Regions from separate parts of the Gossypium arboreum genome. Here region 2 is linked to region 1. A link is a contact called in public Hi-C data. All regions are on one chromosome and are shown on one strand. The core of a region is the stretch at or near the end of the contact, and the rest is flanking DNA. Distances in the headings are between cores, read along the strand shown. Region 1 holds the start of LOC108466591. Region 2 holds the start of LOC108459346 (non-specific lipid transfer protein GPI-anchored 1).

Region 1 (3,244 bases), core at 221-2,720:
CACATTCATTGTTACCTCTTTGCCATAAAACAAGTTCTCTATCTAGGGAGAAGTTGTTCAAGAGGCAATCAAACAACCCAAGAAGCCTCTCTTCATTCATTTCCCGTAAGAAATACATATATCGAAACAATCGATGGGACTTCCATACTCATTGGTTATTTTGTTTCAACTTCTAAATGAAAGGAATTTTGATTTACATTACATACTAAAAATGCAAAGATACATTAAGAACAGGGGCGAAGCTAGAAAATTTTTTTAGGGGGCGAAATTAAATTGTAATTTTTATGATAGTAAAAATACAATTTCACCATTTGAATAATTTATATTTTTATAATTTTTAAATGATTAAATTAAAATTTTATCATTTTTAGGGGGGCAAAGTGTAATTTTACCTTTACTAATTTAAAATTTTAAAAATTTTAAAGGCCCTAAATAGAAAATTTTCTATTTTAGGGGGGATCGGGGCCCCTACCAGCCCCCTGAATTTGCCCCTAATCAAGACACAACACAAACTCATAAACAAAAAGTTTTTATTCCCTTCCATCTTTTAATTTTCAAAGTTTATTCTGTAAAGAATTACTGCAAAAATTCCTTATAGAACTTGATACTTTTGTTATTCCCCCACTCAATGTTCGATGAATTATTTTCATCAATACAAAATATTAACAATCATTAGATTTTATTGTATCATCGAAATTCATTTACCATTATTTCTTTTATAAACTGAAATATAAACGGGATGAATACAACTGTTCCATAAGTACATCTTTATCCAATGGAACTCATGAAAAAAAACAAAATATGGTGAAGAATATCATGTAGGATACTTAGTCTGTGAATTTGGCAGTTTGTTGCATGTTTCATTTCAGTAGAATTTTGTCAAACGAAAGGATTTAATGTTTGCACGGACAAATGCAACCGCCCGAAAGAGACAAGACATGCAAGAAAACCATCGGATTCTTCATCATAACTAAAGTCGCAAACAATTAATTTCTGGTGGACCTCAGCCTTCATCATTGTAGCCCAATATTAGGTCAGCTCACAAATAGTTAATTACGCTAACACTTGCTTTTGCTTTTCTCTTCTCTTCTCTTTTCTTTTTGTTAATGCCACAAACCACTAAGTTTGTATAGTATTAGAATTTGTATTATTAATTGTAACCAGTCTACTAGGTTTGAATTTTTTTTTTCTTTGATAGAGAAAAAGAACAATGTTAAATAATTCAAAACACTAAAACTTTCGAGTGTGGAGTTTAAAACTTAAATGAAGCAAGCAAGTGTCGAATTTTTTAGCTTTTGTGTTCTACGCTTCTATTTTGACATACAGTATATATACTGAATGTTGAATACAAAGTTAAAATAAAATAATAATAATAATAATAATAATAATAAGAGAACGGTGAGAAAATTTTGAATGGGGAAAAGGAAAATTTTAATAAATGGAAAAGAGGAATATAATGGAGCCGAGCAGACTTTTAATGCTTTTCCAGAAGTATAGCAAGAAAGAGAAGATACCAATCAAACAAAGATAAACAGTATGCAAAGTAGTAAATAAAGGGGTCATTGAATATGGACCCATGCCTGCAAGTGCCATTACTTTGCTCTCAAGACCAATCAACTCCCAAGTCCCCCCTTACAATTTGGTTGAGTGAATGAATTCAAGCTTAAAGCTTAATATTAAAACCCATTTCCTTGTTTCCTTGCATCGAAGGAAACAGCTTAGTTAAAGTGCTCTCTTTTGTCTCATGATTGAGTAGAGGAAGAGAAAAAAAAAAGACATGGGGAATTGTGTTACAGTTTACAAGAATAAAGATCCTGCAGACATTGATCTTAGTGCCCGAATTCAATCACCCATTAAGGAGAACAATGTTAGAAGGGAGCCCTCAATTGTTGGATACGATTCCAGGCTTCAGCCTTCATCTATGGAACAAGAAACTAGTTTACAAGAGATGGGTATGTTTCTAACTTGCCTTTCTTCATTCCTTTATCATCATGGGTTACCCTCACTTCAGGTTTTAAATTACTGCATTTGTTTGATCTCATTTGTCAGATATATATAAAATAAAAGTTGGAAACTCTATTTGTTCTTGGGTCATTGGACTGACTGCAATCTGCTTGATTGATCGGGACAGTCCTTTACTATTTCGCTCAGAACCCTTTGGCTTTGGACCACTCACATTAGCCAAATTAGATATTTTGGTGTTTTTTCTCATTACAAACAAGGGAAACAGTGTTTATTCATGGCATCTTCCTATTTTTGTGTCTTTTTTCAGAGTTGAAAGTTACTGTCCTAACAGCTAACCAAGAAATAGAGGAGTGATATGAAGTTGAGAATCCCAAGTCCTCACCTACTTGTCCCTTTGCTCTTAAGTAAATACTCAAACAAGATTATCTTATGTAAATCATCTCTAATTTTGTCAGCAACTATAGTATGTTCTGTGATCTTTCAGTCAAATGGCCCTTTTTTTTCTTATTGTATACGTTATCACTGGAATATCAAATATTCTCCTGCAGGCACATGTTCCTAGAATAATGAACTATTTGAGGTTTACTCATTTTACAAGATATGCTGATGTATGAAGCAAAGTGTAATGGCATGATTAATCAAAAACCTAATTCAGTGCTGCATGATTAATCATGCATGCAATGGCAATTTCTTTGCAGGATTCAAGATGGTGTGGATATTTTGCTCCATAAATGCATTATGTAAAATTGGGTCATGTTTAGCATGTGTAATTAAGTGTGCCTATAATTTCTCTCCAGGTAACACAGAGGAGAGCTTTTTTGATTCACAACCTTCGTTAGAATCTGACTTTGAAGATTTCTTCAGTGCCAATGGTGGTGAGAGTCTCCCCTAACTATGTTTCCCCTCTATAGTTGAATCAAACATTGCATATGGATATGAAGTATGATCCTCAAAATATATGAAAAAACTACACACGCTCGTGTCAGACACTCACATTGGACTCTCACAGTCCGAGTAACATAGTGGCGGCAGGGTTTTTGTAAGTGGTTTTGAGTTGGAGTAATGCTTGTTTTCATACAGATTCCGCCTCTTCTTCGGGGAACAGTCCAAACCACCAGAAAAGCAACCATTCGATGGAGGGTGCGGTGGATGCACATGGGGAGTCTCCAACTGATACAAAGAAGCAACTAATCGAGTTATTTCGTGAGAGCTTGGATAGTGATGATGATGGAAACTCAGCTGCTGGAAGTAGTAAAGCGACACCATACAGGAGACACCT
Region 2 (3,221 bases), core at 698-3,197, 230 kb before region 1:
TCAGAAACGAAATAAACAAGCAAAAACAAATGAAGCATCTTAAGTTCGAATAGCAAGATCTAGGAGGTGGTTTGACGATCTGAACAGTGAAAGAGTAGCTCCAACCAAAAGGAGCAACACACTTCGGAACCAAGCCAACCAGACAGCTGCCAGCGGCCGACTTGCATTTTTGGCTTCGAACATTTCTTGGGTTTTCGAAGGATTCGGGCATCTTTCAAGGAAATCTAAACCATAGGGACAGAAGTCTATAGATCGGCGATCTCCGATTGACACTCCGACGGTGGCGGTAGATCTAACGGCGACTAGGGTTTAGAGTGATTTATAGTAAAATGTTAGTGACTAAAATTAGCAAAAAGAAAAAAGAAAAAGAGATGTATATTATACAAATCCAAAATAGAAAATAAAAAATATGATCTGGCCAACCACGTTGGAATTCAATCGGCTAATATACCCATAGTGGGTAATTTTTTTATTAAAATGAAAATTTATGATAATTGAGTGATTAGGTATAACTTATCTAAAAATTATGAATTTATTATAAATTAATAAATTGAACTAAAACCATTTTAATTTAGAAAAATCATAGTAAAATCCAACAAAATACTATAGTTGATATCCATTTTCTTTTCTTTCTCAATCACGGATGACATATGTTTATACATTCATTCAATCTAAATATAAAAAATAGAGATTTAGAACATATTAATCCGAAAATAATTAACCACCGTAAATCGCAGAATATGTACTAATATACTAAGTATCAGAATATTCAAACAATCACCCAAGTCGAATTATTATTAAAAAAAAAAAATCATGAAACAAGTACCTAGAGTTAACATCTCCCCTAAATATGATGATTGAAGTTAAGAAAGTAAGTACAAGAATGGTAAAATCATGTTGCAGGTGCAGCTGAAACAAAACACGAAAACAAAAGGAATTTCAAGCATTTTTAGTTCACTCCCATCCCATGCATGCACACCGCCTAAAACAGGGAAGCCAATCCCGGTGGGAGTGCATACAAAAATGATGCCGATGCAACCAGTAACGTGAAACCAACCAAGTGAGCAGTTTCTAACTTTGTTCCACCGGAGTTATTATCAGCATTCTCTGAAGCACTTGACGGTGTCCCGGTGGATGGCGTCGTCGGTGTTGAGGAAGAATTTGTAAATATAGCCGCGTCTGGTGAGTTTGGTGCTAATCCAAGAAGCTCTATTCATTCATTCCAAACACAACATGCACTAATTTTATTACATATCAAAGCAAAAGGAGAGAAAAGAGAGGTTACTACTTACTTGGGCAGTCAGTGACGCTAGCGTTCTTCAACTGGCAAGCAGAAGGAAGTTGAAGAAGCTTATCTTGCTGAACGCCTAAGCTCTTAAGATTCTGAGCCCCGGATGCCTGGGTCTGCTGAAGAATATAACACAAACACTTTGGTTCTTCTTCTTTTATACTCGAAACCGAACTGCAACACTCCTTTGAAGGTTTCTCCATCTTCCCTTGCGCAAAGCTCAAACAAGTCATCACGCTCTGTAAATCTTTGCTGCACTCTTTGGCTAACCCACTCTCATCACCCGCACCAACCACCACCACCAAACTCATCATCATCACCTTCACTGCCCAACCCTTTCCCATTGTTTGAGTTCAGAGTCTTCTTCACACAAAAATATCTTGGAACTACCTATGAATGCGTATATTTATGGAAGACTGAAATTTTAGGGTTTAGTATTAATGATGTGCATTTGAATGGAAAGAGAGGATTGTTTGTGGAGCGTTGATATGTCACACCTGATGTGGAATCAGCTGTGGTGATGTTAAGATATAAATGGAGGCCCCCTCTCATTAGTTGGGCGGCAAGCAGAGTAAGGTAGGGAGTGACAAGTTGTTGGTTTTACAAAGAGGAGTTTAAATGAGGTTGCGCTGGGCAGCCAACCGTGGTGACAATTGGTTGGTAAATTAATTAGAAATTTTATTTTAACATAGGAAAGTTTTAAACGTTTGCGGTTTGGAAATTGGAACTTCATTAATTATATAGGTTAGTGTGCTTAAAATTGGGAGCTGGATACTTAATTTAAATTGAGTCAAATATTTATTGCCACCTTAAAATATATAAATAAGATTAAGAATTAAGATTAAACAAGAAATGAATTATAGGTTTTATGGTTAAAGTGCTAGAATACTTTTCTAGACCCAAATTTAAGTGCCTATCTTTTCAATTTTTTTTTTTTTTTTTATTTTCGGCAATTTTGAGTAAACTACTTGTGTCGCACCTATGGTTTACTAACCCTAGATATGTAATCAATTCTTTCTCCTATTTTGGTTTTCACTTTGCCCATTTTTCAAATTCTTTTTTTTTTCTTTCATTCTTGCACCATATTTTCAATCTTTGGACTGTTGATTCTTTTTCTTTCATTATTGAATTGTTCCCCAGTCCTTTAATTTCTATTGGTATTCAGAATTGTCGTTAATAACATTTGATATTTTTGCCAAAAATGGTAAGTACACTTCATTTCAATGATTAAAATTGTAATTTTTTGATTTAAATGATTAAATTTCATAATTTTTTGATTTAATTAATTGATTTTTCGAATCTTGCCAAATCTTTGATAATATTGTTAAAATCTTGATATCAACCGTTAATTCATGTGTATTTATTGTTGAAGGATCGAACTAGGTAAAAATAATCTGAATTAATATGTACAAATATAAATATAATAAAATTATATAATAATATAATAAGATTTTTATAGATATATAATATTTTAAATATGATAGATATAATCAAACATCCTGTTCCAATAATAAATGGAAACAATTATGTTTGGTTTTTTATCTGTGTAAATTTTTATTTGTAATGGTTATACTGATTCATATATGTTAGTATAAAATTTTAATATTTTAAATTAAAATTTAATTTTGTATCTTAATTATTTTACTTTTTATATAACATTAAAATTAAAATATAATCACTTAATTAATTATTAAACATAATTAATATTTTTATACAAATAATTGTATATATATGTATATATATGCAATTGAGCTATATTTATATATAAAAGAATTTTTTAAAATACAAATAAATTCAAAATGATAATATTAAAACACACTGATTCTGATGTCTACGGGGATAAAACAAAAATGACACATTTATGTATAGGGTGGAAAGTAAAGGGTAATTACCCTAGGATCAAAATGTAGGTCAGTCTCATTTATAAGCTCCC

Evidence for each region. Hi-C and Micro-C count contacts between places; a contact is called where the count stands out from the background.
Region 2: a contact with region 1 is called in a Hi-C map of leaf, with 8 times the contacts expected there. The contact joins the promoter of LOC108459346 here to the promoter of LOC108466591 in region 1. A contact is called at or near these places in 3 of 5 Hi-C or Micro-C datasets (all in leaf).

What each region holds. Positions count from the first base shown.
Region 1 is chr2:66,310,142-66,313,385 of ASM2569848v2, reverse strand. LOC108466591 reads left to right here and starts at 1,470. Exons shown (of 3, transcript XM_017766974.2): 1 at 1,470-1,952; 2 at 2,763-2,840; 3 at 3,046-3,244. The coding sequence starts at 1,778.
Region 2 is chr2:66,544,682-66,547,902 of ASM2569848v2, reverse strand. LOC108459346 (non-specific lipid transfer protein GPI-anchored 1) reads right to left here and starts at 1,947. Exons shown (of 2, transcript XM_017758705.2): 1 at 1,293-1,947; 2 at 769-1,209. The coding sequence starts at 1,632. The coding sequence ends at 983. LOC108458181 (YTH domain-containing protein ECT2-like) reads left to right here. Exons shown (of 8, transcript XM_053024888.1): 8 at 1-438.